Regions from separate parts of the Mus musculus genome. Here all the other regions are linked to region 1. Evidence: chromatin contacts called from public HiChIP or PLAC-seq data. All regions are on one chromosome and are shown on one strand. The core of a region is the stretch at or near the end of the contact, and the rest is flanking DNA. Distances in the headings are between cores, read along the strand shown. Region 1 holds the start of Cenpf (centromere protein F). Region 2 overlaps Kctd3 (potassium channel tetramerisation domain containing 3). Region 3 has its middle 21 kb from the start of Gm36561.

Region 1 (4,222 bases), core at 1,160-3,659:
CTCCCTAATCCTGAGAACCTTTACCACAGCTCCTGGACCCCCAACCACAAAATAGTTCATTGCTACCTCCTAACTGTAATTTGCCACTGTTAGGAATCGTAAAGTAAACATCTGACATGCTGGATGTCTGATATGTGACCCCTGGGGGCCAGAACCTACCGTCTGAGAACCACTGCTTTTTACCCTCAGCAAAGCCTTTTCTGTGATTCCCAGACAGGCCGTAGCTTCCAGTCAGTTCCTCATGAGATTCTAACTCTTCCCAAGCTTATCATTCGTTAAACTGACGCATGCCTCAGTCGAGTGAGCTAGGCTACTGCCAGGACTGTTGCAAAGGTAATCAAGGCACTCCCCATGAAAAAGGAACACAGACAGGGACTCAAAGGACAACTCGAGCCCTGCCACTGTCACTCAGACCCAACTGTTCTTTCTGTCTTGTTTTGTCAATTGTGAGAATGATGTTGGCAACTTCCTGGAGCATTACAATGGCATCTCCCATTCTGTATGTGTTATCTATGATGTTAATGCCCCAAAAATATACTTCAGTTCATGACGCTGAGGAAATGTGGATCACCGCTTTCCGAGCCACATCCGTGTTTGTATACTGAGATAGTATCTAACTGTAAATATTTTGAAAAAATACTTTCAAAAGTTAAAGAGAAACAAGGATCTTGACATATTAGATACCGGGCCTTGAAGACAGTTTTTGGTGTCAGCTTCATTATTTTTTTTCCCAGATCTCATTTCACAGAAGACATGTGTAACTCCACACTCAATTTCCCACAAAATTTTCTGAAAGAAATCAAAGGCCTCTTAACTAAAACAAAGAGCAATTGACCCTGTAGCTTGTTCATTCAAGAGTGAGGAGAGTACATTAGACCAAAAACCACACGCAAAAATTGTCTTAACAATTCAGCCAGCCACCGAAATCAATACATCAACGTGCCACAGCCATATCCACCTTTCACCCCAGCACTTGGGAGACAGAGGCCAGTGGATCTCTGAGTTTGAAGCCAGCCTGGTCTACAGAGTGAGTTCCAGGCCAGACAGGGCTACACAGCCAACAAGTCAAAAAACAAAACAAAATAAAAGCAACAAAACATCTAGAGAGGCAATATAAGCAAGGGAATCCAGCAGGTTTATTTTCTAATTCAAAACCTACAAACAGCTATATTCATGTTTGTAGTCACACACTTTGTTGAGAGCAAGAAGATATTTACAAATGTAGTTAAGATAACTAAAGTTATATTTTATTATGCTGAGGATTAGTATACAGTATTTACACTTTAAATTTCTAATTACAGTCTTAACCCTATCTTCCCAGGGCTGCTCACCTGGGTGACATATTTTAGCTTGTCAGGTTCAGTTTTTTTTTTCCTTTTTATTATTATTATTTATTCATTCTACATCCTAATGGTAGCCTCCCCTTCTGCCTGTGATCCCAGTCCCATCCTCACAAACACCTTCCCTTCTCAGAGAGGGGAGGAGACCCCCTTGGATACCACCTGATCCTGGGACATCAAATTGAAGCAAGACTACACACAACCTTTCCCATTAAGGCCTTACAAGCCAACAGAAGTTTTTGATTTGAGGCTCCTGAGGGCAGATTATGGTGGTGTCTTCTCATATGTGCAGCGCAGAGCATTGTCTTAGTCTCCAATTATATACTGTTCACTGGGGATCATGGGGTTTTAGGATTGTTATTTGGAGTGAGTGATGTCAGAGTTTTGGTTATTAGTCTTGGGTGTTTAAAAGGCATTTTTTTTTACTATGTTCATTACACACTTATATACATTTTCTACCTCTCCTACACTTATATATAAATACATCACACCGATCGCCTAATTGCCATTAGGTGTTGACTGGGTACGGAACAACCTGTCAGCCACCTAAATCGGGTCACTAGAGCAAAAGTTGTAAAATCCGTAAATGTAAAAAATTAAGATTAAAGAGGCAGGGTCTGAGAAGAAGACTTTGAAAGATGAAGCAAAATCTCTGTGGTGACGGTGTAAAAGAACTTCCACCGAAAGTATGTCTTTAAAATGCGGAGGGCTCCGTTCATGGGCCCACCGCCCGCCTCAGGCCCTAAAGAGGGTCTGGCAGGTTTCTGCTGTTGTCCTCCGTCAGGATCCCCTGCCTCTCTGCCAGTGCTAGCTAGTTCTGGCTGCTGAGCACACAGCACAGCCTGGCACCCTGGCGACCCTAAGCCGCCAAGTGAGAAAGAAGCTTCTAGAAACCATGCGGGCCTCCGATGGGGGGCCGCGGGCGGAGGACGGGGGCCCCGAGGGGGGACGCTGCTCACCTGAGCTCCTCACAGAACCTGGCTCCGGGCTCTGCGAGCCCCGAGTTCCTCACCGCCGAGCTCCTCACACAGCGCACCGTTCCTCCCCGACCAGCACGAGCGATTCAAACTGCCCGCCGCCGCCGCCCCTCTTCCCTCCCGCTCACTTCCGGTCCCGCCCAGCTAGCCTCCACGCCCATTGGCCATGGCGAGAGGCTTTCGACCAGTCCTCACCCGGCTTCTCGGTGAGCCGCCTCTGATTGGCCCTTTTGGACGACTGTTTAAAAACAAGCAGAGCCGGCGGCGGAGCCTGCGCAGACGTCGGATGCACTGGCGTTGCCTAGAGACGGGCTCCGCACGCTGGGAGGAGCGGACTGCGGGTCTGAATGAGGGTTAAACCCTGAGCGGCTGGGCGGGCTTGAGGAGCAGGGTAAGGTGAGGTCTGTGCTGCGGGGAGGCCGCTCGCTCTAACCGTAGGACAAGCGTAAGGTGTTAGCTCTGAGGGGATTATTATTATAAAAGTTAGCTGCGAAGTTGATTATTACTTTAAAAGTTGGCGCGCACCTGCCATAGCAGCCCTGCGGAGGGCGTTTGGAGGACAGCCTGGCTATAGACAAGAGTCCTTGTCTCGAAAAGAAAAGAAGAGGGGAGGGGAGGCGGGGGGTGGGGGGGCGGATAACAGAGGCACAGTATAACAAATAATCTGAACTTGAATCTAGACATGCATGCAAAACTCAACTGCTGACCTCTCTGTCATCTCCATATTTTCAAAATCTGGATATGCGATTCGCATGGGTTGTGGTGGCTCACGCCGACAGGATTTACTGAATATGAGATCCGAGGGGAACACTTCATCAGATTCAAATATTCACAAGGCTCTTCTAAACTGAGTATACTGCTTCCACTTTCCTAATAGCACCTAAATGCCTAAATATTTTTCTTTAAAAGTAAATATCCATAGGAGGTATGGGATGTGATGCAAACGGAGGGTGGATAGGGGCGGGGGTATGGAATATGGAGTGTGGAAAATAAATTTAAAATAAAATAATTTTAAAAAAAGAAGTAAATATCCTTGGAATTGTAGAGGTGGCTCAGCAGTTGCTGCTCTTGCAGAAGACCTGGGTACAGTTCCTAACATCCACATAGTAGGTCACAACTATCTATAAATCCAGCTCAGGGAATCTGATTCCCTTTTCTGGGCCCACAGGCAACAGGTATGTAACGACATACGTGCTGGCAAAACATGCATGCACATAAAATTAAAACATAAAAATGCTCTCAGTTCCTCTTTCCTCTCCAGTGATCCCTCTCATTGTCTCTCTGCTCACATCCCATTTCTTTTTAGGGTCACTTAGTGCCCAGGGCTTATCCCAGCACCCAGTTTCCCCAGGAAGGCAGCTAAGAGTTACAGAGTCAGATGGAGACCAAAGCTGCTTTATCTTTGGCAGTTCTCTTTGCTATTCTGTAGCCAAAGACTACTTACTTTTAGCAATTTCTCTGACTTTAATTCTTTGCTATTGTATGTCCAAAAGCTGCTTGCTTTCAGGAGTTTTTCTCTTTAATTCTTTGCTATTCTAAGACCTCTGGTTTCTGGTAATTTGACTCCAACTGATAGCAACAAGAGTATTAGAAAAAAGGCTTAGTTTCTCTCTGACTCAAGGACCCCTCCATGGCCAGGCTAGAGGCTTGGAGTCTGTTAACTCTTTGTGAGCCAGAGAGAAAAGAAGAGGAAGAAAGAATTCAAACACACAACTACACACACACACTCTGGCCCTGCCGGACCACCTGTCTCAACAATTTCACAAGTGTTCATGCCAACTTACATAGATACACATATACCTACATATTATTTATGTACATACACATGGACAAACGGACATAGACATATATTCATTTGGTGAATGGGGCTGAGCCCTAAATGCCACACTTTGTTTTTTCTCTCTG
Region 2 (4,222 bases), core at 1,042-3,541, 710 kb before region 1:
CTTAGACTCTGGGGACGTAGAAGAAGGCTTGGGAGTATGGAGCTGATCGATCCCTAGCAACAAAAGGGGTGAGAGCAGATATGAAGTCACTTTGCATATTCCTATTGCTGCTTTGAAAGCCTGCATGCAGAACTGTAACATCTTCTGAAGATGTACTATAGCTAGTACATCGGGCTGCTGAGATGCCGCAGCAGCTCAAGACACTTGTCACCAAGCCTGGTGACCTGAGTTTGATCCTCAGCAGAAGAGAACTGACTCCACTAAGTTACCCTCTGACCTCCAACGTGTGTGCTCAGGCAAGAGTGCACGCACACACAGCATTTTCATATGTGTGTGTACACAGACACACATATTTGTTCAAATGTTTGTTGTTGAAATATTCATGTTCCTAATTGTTTATAGTTAAATACAATGGCTAGGAGAATAATTATTGAGGCTGTTGCTTGTGTTACAAAAATGACTTTCAAAATTAAAAGCACCAGTCAGCTCTGGTCCTAGATTCCCATCTTTGAAGATGCCTACCGATGTCATTTCCAGAGGAATAGCTGCCATGGCTCTCTGTCTCCTCCAAGGACAGGATCTTGAAGGATGCTAAAGGAGTGGAGCCTGGCTGCGTAGAGATCATCCCTCTGAATCGTGTCACTGTCCAGGTGCGGACGTGGTTGTTGTCAGCACACACTAGGAAAGAAAGAACACAATACATCACCTCCCCACTCTGAAACACATTTCTTCTTTTACATCAAGCAGATCATTGTACATTTGGAAAAGCAGATCACAGATCTTTTTTTTTGTTTGTTTGTTTTTCGAGACAGGGTTTCTCTGTGTAGCCCTGGCTGTCCTGGAACTCACTCTGTAGACCAGGCTGGCCTCGAACTCAGAAATCCGCCTGTCTCTGCCTCCAAGTGCTGGGATTAAAGGCGTGCGCTACCACTGCCAGGCTGAAGATTTATCTTAAAACTGTACTCAATTTACATATAGTAAGCCAACATGAGAGAAGGGGGTCTGGGAAGGTGACTGAGTGAAGATGTTTGCTGCCAAGCCTCAAAACCCGAGTCTTGAGCCTCTGACACACATGGTAAAAGGTGGGAACTGACTCCTACAAAGTGGACAGACCTCCGTGGTCAGCAACGCTTGTTTCTCTTCACAGGACTCAAGGGTGGTCCCAGCACCCACCTCAGAGGACTCACAACTGCCTGCAATTCCAACTCCAGGGAATCTGATGACACCTGTTCTCTGAGAGTAGCCAAACATGATATGGCACAAGACATTCATATTTAAAACATTTAGCCAGATGTCATGGCACACATCTTTAATCCCAGAACTTGGGAGACAGAGCCAATCAGATCTCTATGAGTTCTAGGCCAGACTGGTCTACATGGTGAGTTCCAGGATAGCCAGGACTACATAAAAAAAGACCCTGTCTAATAAGCTCCCACAAAAGTGAATAATAATAATTAAAATGTTTAATTAAAAGACTTTTAAAAACCTAATAAAGACTCTAACGTGACTACAAATGAGTAATAAATAATTATTCTATAAGATGTATGGAAAGTGCTAGTCACTAGTTTACAGTTACTCCTGGTTTAGGCTATTTAAGGTCTGAGTAATATAAAACACCCCTCTCTCCAGCTTAAAACACTTTTCTACACATCTGTGTTTCAGGGCTCGCCTTGGCTTTACTGTTGCTAATCCTGAGTAGGAACACTAGTGACTGACCACACAGGGGAGCACTCCCAAAACGCATCTTTGTTCTAAATGGGCATGCTTATTAAAAAGATATACCCTAAATATCAAGTCATCCAGGCAAGTACACTTTTTTGCTTGCTTTAACAAGGGGAAAAATTAACTTGCCATTTGTGATAATTTTCGAAATGTCTGTGAATGCTAGGAATGTAGAACTTTTATATAAATATCATAGTTCCTATGTCATACAATACCAGTTTTGTATTTTAAAGCAAACTTTAGAAAAAAACTTGGAAATTACCAAGAAATAGTTCCTGTGCACTTTTTAGCAGTATATAATGAAATCCTCAGATCTCAGGCCAGTAGTGAAGTACAGGAGATACAGGTAAGGCATTTAGCCAGTCTTGTGGGAAATGGCCCTCTGGTTTCACTAAGCTTAGCAGGATGGAGAAGACAAAGAACTAAAGCCATCATGAATGATTCAAGTGGTGATGACAGAACCCTGTTCAAACAACTCCTGCAAAGCCCCATTTCAGACCCTAGGATGCATACCACAGAAAAAGCACATGGCTGCACTTATGCCAAGAGCCACCAGGGGGCAGAAGGGCCGAGAACACAGAACACTGTTGACGGGTGCTTTAACCTGGGCCTTTAAATCCAGACCCACAGCATACAGCATTTCCTAGCACTGTTGGGAGAACACACAGCTACTGCTGTGGAACTCAGCTTCTAGGAGGAGGCAGACAGCAAATAAACAACAAGCACACGGGAAGCCTGTGCAGAACACACAGGAGACTCTAGCAGCCAAGGTCACCTCTTCACAGACTTACTCAGACCTTACTGAGGAGAGTGAGAGAGACGGAGGGGCAGAGCAACCAAACAAATATGGCAAACAAACAAGAGCACAGAAGTCCAAGGCATTTTTATAAACTAGAAAAGCTAATAGCTGCCGGGCAGTGGTGGCGCACGCCTTTAATCCCAGCACTTGGGAGGCAGAGGCAGGCGGATTTCTGAGTTCAAGGCCAGCCTGGCTAGTACACAGAGAAATCCTGTCTCGAACCCCCCTACCCCCCCAAAAAAAGTCTCATGATTCAAAGAAAGTATGTTGGTTGGCGCTAGGCAAAATTAACACGTCATATTTAGTTCATTATCTAAATTTTTAAAATTTTGTGATTATAGGGAACTATAAAACAACAAAATGTTACTTTCTTTACATAATTTTATACTGTTATGCATTTTAAACATAAGGTGATCAACTATCAAAGTATACATTTGGTCTACAACTTTAGCTTAACTGAAGATAACAAAATACATTTATAGTAAAGTTCAAACTTAGAAAATTTGAAACAGAAAAATCTTCTCAGCAGTGACCTGATACGCATCTTGGTATGAATTTGCCGTGAGAAGGAACTATAAGAGAATTAACAGGACATAGACATTTCCTAGGCTTATGTACAGCACACCCCGACCACGTCAAAGCCACACCCCTTCAGTTTTCCATGCAGCATAAGCTACCCCACTTCCTCTCTCAGCACGGAGTCACCGCAGACAGGGAGCCGCCTTGTACCTGACACCAGGTGCTTCTCTGACAGCATGATCTTGGTCACGGGGCTCCGGTGAACGGTGAATGTCTGGAAGAGCTGAGGCCCTGAGCCGACAGTCTCCGGATGCTGCACAATCACTCGCACGGCTCCAGAGCTCGTACCATAGGCGATCTCAATCCAGTTTCCGCTGACACCTAGGAGCCACGGGTCAAAAGAAGTGCGTTATATAAATAATGATTGAAAGAATGCCTGGCCCAGCAGAGACCAGAGCTTGTGACCAAAACCCTCAGCAAACACAGCTCAAGGCTGCTCACAGCAGAAAGTCTGTAATTCCTTTACACGTGTTTCTTGACCCTTCACTCTACAGTGAAACTGCTTCTGGCCATCCTGCACTGTCTTAGGTTTTGCTGTGGTAATTACACACTAATTCTGTGAATTCTCATGCCTACCCCTCATGCCCTGCTCCTTACTGATAGAAACTGAAGCACCTTTCAGAATGCCTGGTACCAACCCAGTATCAATTTAGAGAATAACCCTGTTGTGCCACACCCACCAGGAGAACGCCATCCCAGAGCAGCATCCCGCTGAAGTGTGTTGGGGGTGGCCTCAGCTTTTACTTCTGCTAGGTACATTAGCCGACACTTACCAAGAATCACTAAACTAAGAGTGTCAAGCCGCACACAGTGGGACAAGCACACTTCTCCCAATGCTCACGCCACGCTGATGGCTGTTCTGGCTCTTCCAATCTGCCCCGGCTCGGCGGTGGCTTCACATTTCTTTTCCTTTCCTTCCTCTTTCCAAAGGCTTATTTTTATTTTATGTGTATGACTGTCACTTGCATGCATGTCTGTGCACCAGCTACATGCCTGATATCCTTGGAGCCAGAACAGAGTATAACTCCTGGATCTGGACCCTGGATTAACAGTTGAGATCTGCCGTGCAGTTCTAGGGACAGAACCTGAGTCCTCTGGAAGAGCAGCCAGTGCTGAAGCTAA
Region 3 (4,222 bases), core at 635-3,134, 630 kb before region 1:
GCCTGTAGGCTTGAGAATCTTGAGTTCTCTACGTCAGAAGAGAAAGTTTGGTGTTCCAGGAGCACTTGTGTCTCTGTGGACACCACATCCTTGTGGCTGAAGAAGTGGACGTGGAATGCCCTTTGCCCACCGTCCTCCTGTTTCTCCATCCCTTTCACGTTCTGTTGTTTCAGGTCTTCTTCTCACTTCCATTCTTACCATCAACAATGCCCCAACAAGAAGCCACTAGGAAGGTTTGTTGTAGCGGTTCAAGGGGTGCTTCCCATCACCTGGGAAGGCCTGGAGGCAGGAAAGATAGGCCGAAGTGGTTGACTACACACTGGCGTTCAGGTAGGAGAGAGTGAGCAGGAAGCATGGGCTAGAAAACTCAAGGCCCTCAAAGGTCCCACGGCATTCCCAGACAGCTCTGACAACTGGGGAACAACTGTTCACACCCCTGTGGAGCCTGTGGGGACACTTCACTTTGAAACCCCAACAAATGACCTGTTGGAACAAGGTCACTTCAAACATGAGGGTTTGCTAAATTGCATTTTCTCAGTGCCAACTTCTCTTCCTCATTTATTATAATCAAGCTGTGAAATCGGATATCAGAATAATTTGGAATAAATTAATTTCCAGCCCAGGAGTAGCACAGTGCCTGGGGGCCACGTTCTGATAGCCTTCTCTTCACCTGTGATCTGGTGTAAAATCCCCTTTCCTCTTCTAACCTTTAATGAAGACACACAGAGAGATCAAAATCTTGCTGTTTATATTTTGCATTCGCCGACTGGTAAAGTGGTAGCTGGCTGCCTGGCAGGCATCAGGGCAGCAGCTCACCTCACTACTCTGAGACCCAGCCTGTGGCTTCACCTGCTCCAAGCCCAATGCTGAACTCACACAGAGGTTTATTCACATCCAAGCTAATGGCCTGAAGTAGGGTTTTGATCCGTTGTGACAAGGGTTACTGTCTTAACTCCCTTTCTTCCTGTTATGAATAAAGACATTGACAAGAAGTGATAACAGAACCTAGAATCACCCAGGAGACCAAGCTTCAGGTGTGTGCATGAGGGGGTTTTAGATTGGGTTGATGTCACAAGACCCACCCTAGATATGAGTGTCACAATGCCACGGCTGGAGTCTTTAGAGGGAATTAAAAGGCAAAGCTTGGCTGAGCACCAGCACCAGCAGCTTCCTGTTTCCTGATTGCGGATGCCATGTGACAGAATGGCGGCCCCGTGACCTGAGCCCCTGTCTTCCCCGTCTTGTGAGCCAAAATAGACTCCTGCATCTTTCTTTAAGCTACTTTTCTCAGAGTATTTTACCACAGAAGTAGGAAAAGAAACCAAGGCACTGGCACAACCTACTTTTTGATAAATGCCTACCCTTAGTGTGTCTACTTAAGATTTTTACCTGGCCTCAGGATTTAAAGCAAAGTAGTCCTTCAAGGTGACCACCAAACGTCCTACAACTGCAGCATCTTCCTGTCTTCTCACACACCATGCCAAAGCACAGCTCCTGCCTCCCAGGTGGGATCACCTCTTCCATCCACCTTAGCTCAGTGTACACTGCTTGAGAGGTGGGAAGGGCAGTGCGAGCATTTAGACAAAACGGTGACAAGTTGGGTATCCAGAGAGCACTAAAACTCTCTGATGGACACTGGACATCTGGGGAACCTAGAATAAGCATTGATGTAACCCGTTATATAATCATTTCCAGAAAACGCCACCTTTGTGTGATTCTATGTAAGTATACCCCTCGAACCAGAAGGGGTCCCTGTGTGTGTCTGTTTATGCCTATGTGCCAGTCTGCCTTGTTCTAGAGAGAACGAAGCATGTCACATCTGCTTATGACTCCTCACAATTCCTACAACTGCTCAGCTTCCTTCAACCCCCACCCCTCCTCTGACTCACAGCTCAGACCGCGTCCATGGCACACAGATTAACCATAAAGTATCAGAAGCTAACACCCACCTAAGAATCTGTGCTTGGTGATTTTGTCTGCCACTGTGTCGGAAAGCTGAAACCTAGCATTTAAAGCCGCATATTATATAAATTCAGAAATGTGTTCTACATTTTCTGAAAGGTCTGCAGTCTGTGCTGAGTCACCACCTTTAGCTTATGAGACACAGTGATCGTGGCAAATCCAAGGATTCTGGGTGAGGACACTATCCTCGGATGCTCAGACCTTCCATGGATCACTAGTCATCTTTCAGAAAGACCTCTGCAGACTCCTTCATCCCCACTCTGTACTTGGTTCTCCACTCAGAGCTGCTTTGCATCTGACAGTGCTCATGTTAAAGTAGGACTAGATTTACTTATTATATTCTGATCTCTGTTGTAGCCTAACTTTATTTCTTTCCAAGTATTTATTGAATTTTTTTCTTTTTCTCCCTCTTACCCTTCATCCCTTGCTCCCTCCCCCCTTCTTTTTTTCCCTTCTTTCTTCCTTCAGAATTTCATTTAATTTTCAGTCTGGACTTGAACTTGAAATGTATCTGAGGATGACCTTGAATTTCTGATCATCTTACTCCACCTCCCAAATACTGGGACTACAGACACATGACACAGTGCGTAGTTTACACAGGGCTGTGGACGAAAACCAGAGTGGTGTGCATGCAGAGCAAAATACTCTACCAACTGAGCTATAACTCCGGCCCCTCTTCATTTCTATGTGAACATTTATCTCTTGGATATTCTGATGACTAGGGAGGTGATAACACACACATTCAGACTAGGACTGGAGAGAATCAATCAAGAAATTGAGCTAAGTTGCCTGTATAGATTTTATTATCTACAACAAGGTTTTCTGATCACCATGACTTAAAAGTACAAAGTTCATACTAAAAGCTATAATGTAGTGAACGCTTGGAATGTGCCAGCCCCTCTGGGAAGAGGCTTACTGCTTGAACAACACTTGGGCCAGCCCAGTAAAGGAATGTAGGAGGGGATTTTTCATTCATCTGACAGATGAGGATCAAAGCTTTAAGCAACACTCTTGCTTCCCTGGGCTTTGTGCAATTTCCTCCTGCGGGACTTTCAAAAAAGCACTTTCTCCAAGAATACTAAGATGCTGTAGACAAAGGATGATGCTAAGAGGAGTACAGAGGATGGCTGCTCACCTTACACTCCAGCTTCATGATTGCCAGATCTGCTCCATCCAACAGCTTACCCCAAACCTCTTCTCTCCCATCCCCACTCTCTCACGAAGATCATACTCCTCGTTCCACACCGTCAAAGTATTCTATAAAAAGTAATGTTTCAGAAACTCTTAGGTTGGGAGGCAGCACTGAGTGGAATAAATTCAAGATACACTCTGAACTCGATCGATTAGTGACCGTTAGGGGCTCTTATCCATGAACTGAATTTGGATAGGGTCACTGGCTTTTAAAGTGCTTTTTGAAAAATGGAAAAATAAATTAGGACACAATAATATGGAAAAGGATGCCCTCAGGGGGAAATACAAATTGCAAATTTAGTACAACTGTGTGATTCCTACAGAAACTAGAACTAAATGGGAATTTAAAGGTACTTTTCATTAATATATCTTAAGTGTTTTGCGTTTGTGTATTTGTTTGTGTGTGTGTGTGTGTCTACACACACACACATATGCACCAACGTGTGCACGTGGAGGTCATAGGACGACTTGCAGGGGCTGGTTCTCTCCATCTACCATGTGGCCCTAAGGAGTGAGCTCAGGCCACCAGGCTTGGTGGCAGGAGCCCTCACCTGCTGAGCCCCTGGCCCTCACTAATGTATTTTTAAAATCATATTTTACTTTTTATGTTCTTAATAAGACACAATTAGTATCCTGCAGTGTTTATCAAGGGATTCTTCTTGTCTGCTGTCTTCTACACTCTGTGTGTATCCTGTCTGTCTCGGCTTGTCTGTAGCACTTGGATGCTGTTCATGAGGGCGACTCAGGGAAAAACCATCAGTGCTGGATCTAACTTTCAGTGAAAATTTAACATATAATAAAAGATAAAGACTGTAAAATAATATACATTTTATATATGTACATATATATGTATTAATGGATTAAAGAGCATCTACTCATAAAGAGTACCACAGACTCTCTACGACTTGACATAAGCGTGATAATAGACGCTGCCTCGATGGGAATCACCACATCATAAACAAACTGCTCTTCAGGATGAGATCTGCGAGATGACCAATTGGATTTACACTTTTACTTGGTCTTGATGAGCTGTGCCTATGCAGAAGAAATGCTCATTAAATGCATCTTA

Evidence for each region. HiChIP or PLAC-seq counts read pairs in DNA pulled down with a chosen protein or histone mark.
Region 2: an H3K27ac HiChIP or PLAC-seq map of epiblast stem cells shows a contact between it and region 1. The contact joins the enhancer-like site here to the promoter of Cenpf in region 1. A contact is called at or near these places in 3 of 39 promoter capture datasets (embryonic stem cells, maxillary cranial neural crest and pre-B cells), 3 of 484 Hi-C or Micro-C datasets (embryonic stem cells, nephron progenitors and olfactory sensory neurons), 10 of 115 datasets of contacts at active chromatin or transcription factors (the 230-238 cell line, T-cell acute lymphoblastic leukemia, embryonic basal ganglia and 7 more) and 3 of 9 other capture datasets (adipose tissue, embryonic stem cells and liver).
Region 3: a CTCF HiChIP or PLAC-seq map of the NIH/3T3 cell line shows a contact between it and region 1, with 6 read pairs. The contact joins the enhancer-like site here to the promoter of Cenpf in region 1. A contact is called at or near these places in 1 of 39 promoter capture datasets (liver), 1 of 15 datasets of contacts at CTCF or cohesin (the NIH/3T3 cell line), 1 of 484 Hi-C or Micro-C datasets (cerebellar granule neurons), 3 of 115 datasets of contacts at active chromatin or transcription factors (the 230-238 cell line, embryonic basal ganglia and large pre-B cells) and 1 of 9 other capture datasets (liver).

Annotation. Positions count from the first base shown.
Region 1 is chr1:189,685,677-189,689,898 of GRCm38.p6, forward strand. It overlaps Cenpf (centromere protein F), which reads right to left and starts at 2,410. Exons shown (of 18, transcript NM_001081363.2): 1 at 2,300-2,410.
Region 2 is chr1:188,977,975-188,982,196 of GRCm38.p6, forward strand. Kctd3 (potassium channel tetramerisation domain containing 3) reads right to left here. Exons shown (of 18, transcript NM_172650.2): 13 at 3,251-3,421; 14 at 523-678. Among named protein-coding and RNA genes, the nearest start is that of Kctd3, 28 kb to the right of the region's middle. Within about 2 kb of position 2,292, at least 21 of the 459 cell types and tissues checked have an H3K27ac peak or open chromatin away from gene starts, as enhancers often do. A contact at or near this core is called in epiblast stem cells, where this site is marked.
Region 3 is chr1:189,053,222-189,057,443 of GRCm38.p6, forward strand. No RefSeq gene overlaps it. Among named protein-coding and RNA genes, the nearest start is that of Gm36561, 21 kb to the left of the region's middle. Within about 2 kb of position 1,885, at least 34 of the 459 cell types and tissues checked have an H3K27ac peak or open chromatin away from gene starts, as enhancers often do. A contact at or near this core is called in the NIH/3T3 cell line, where this site is marked.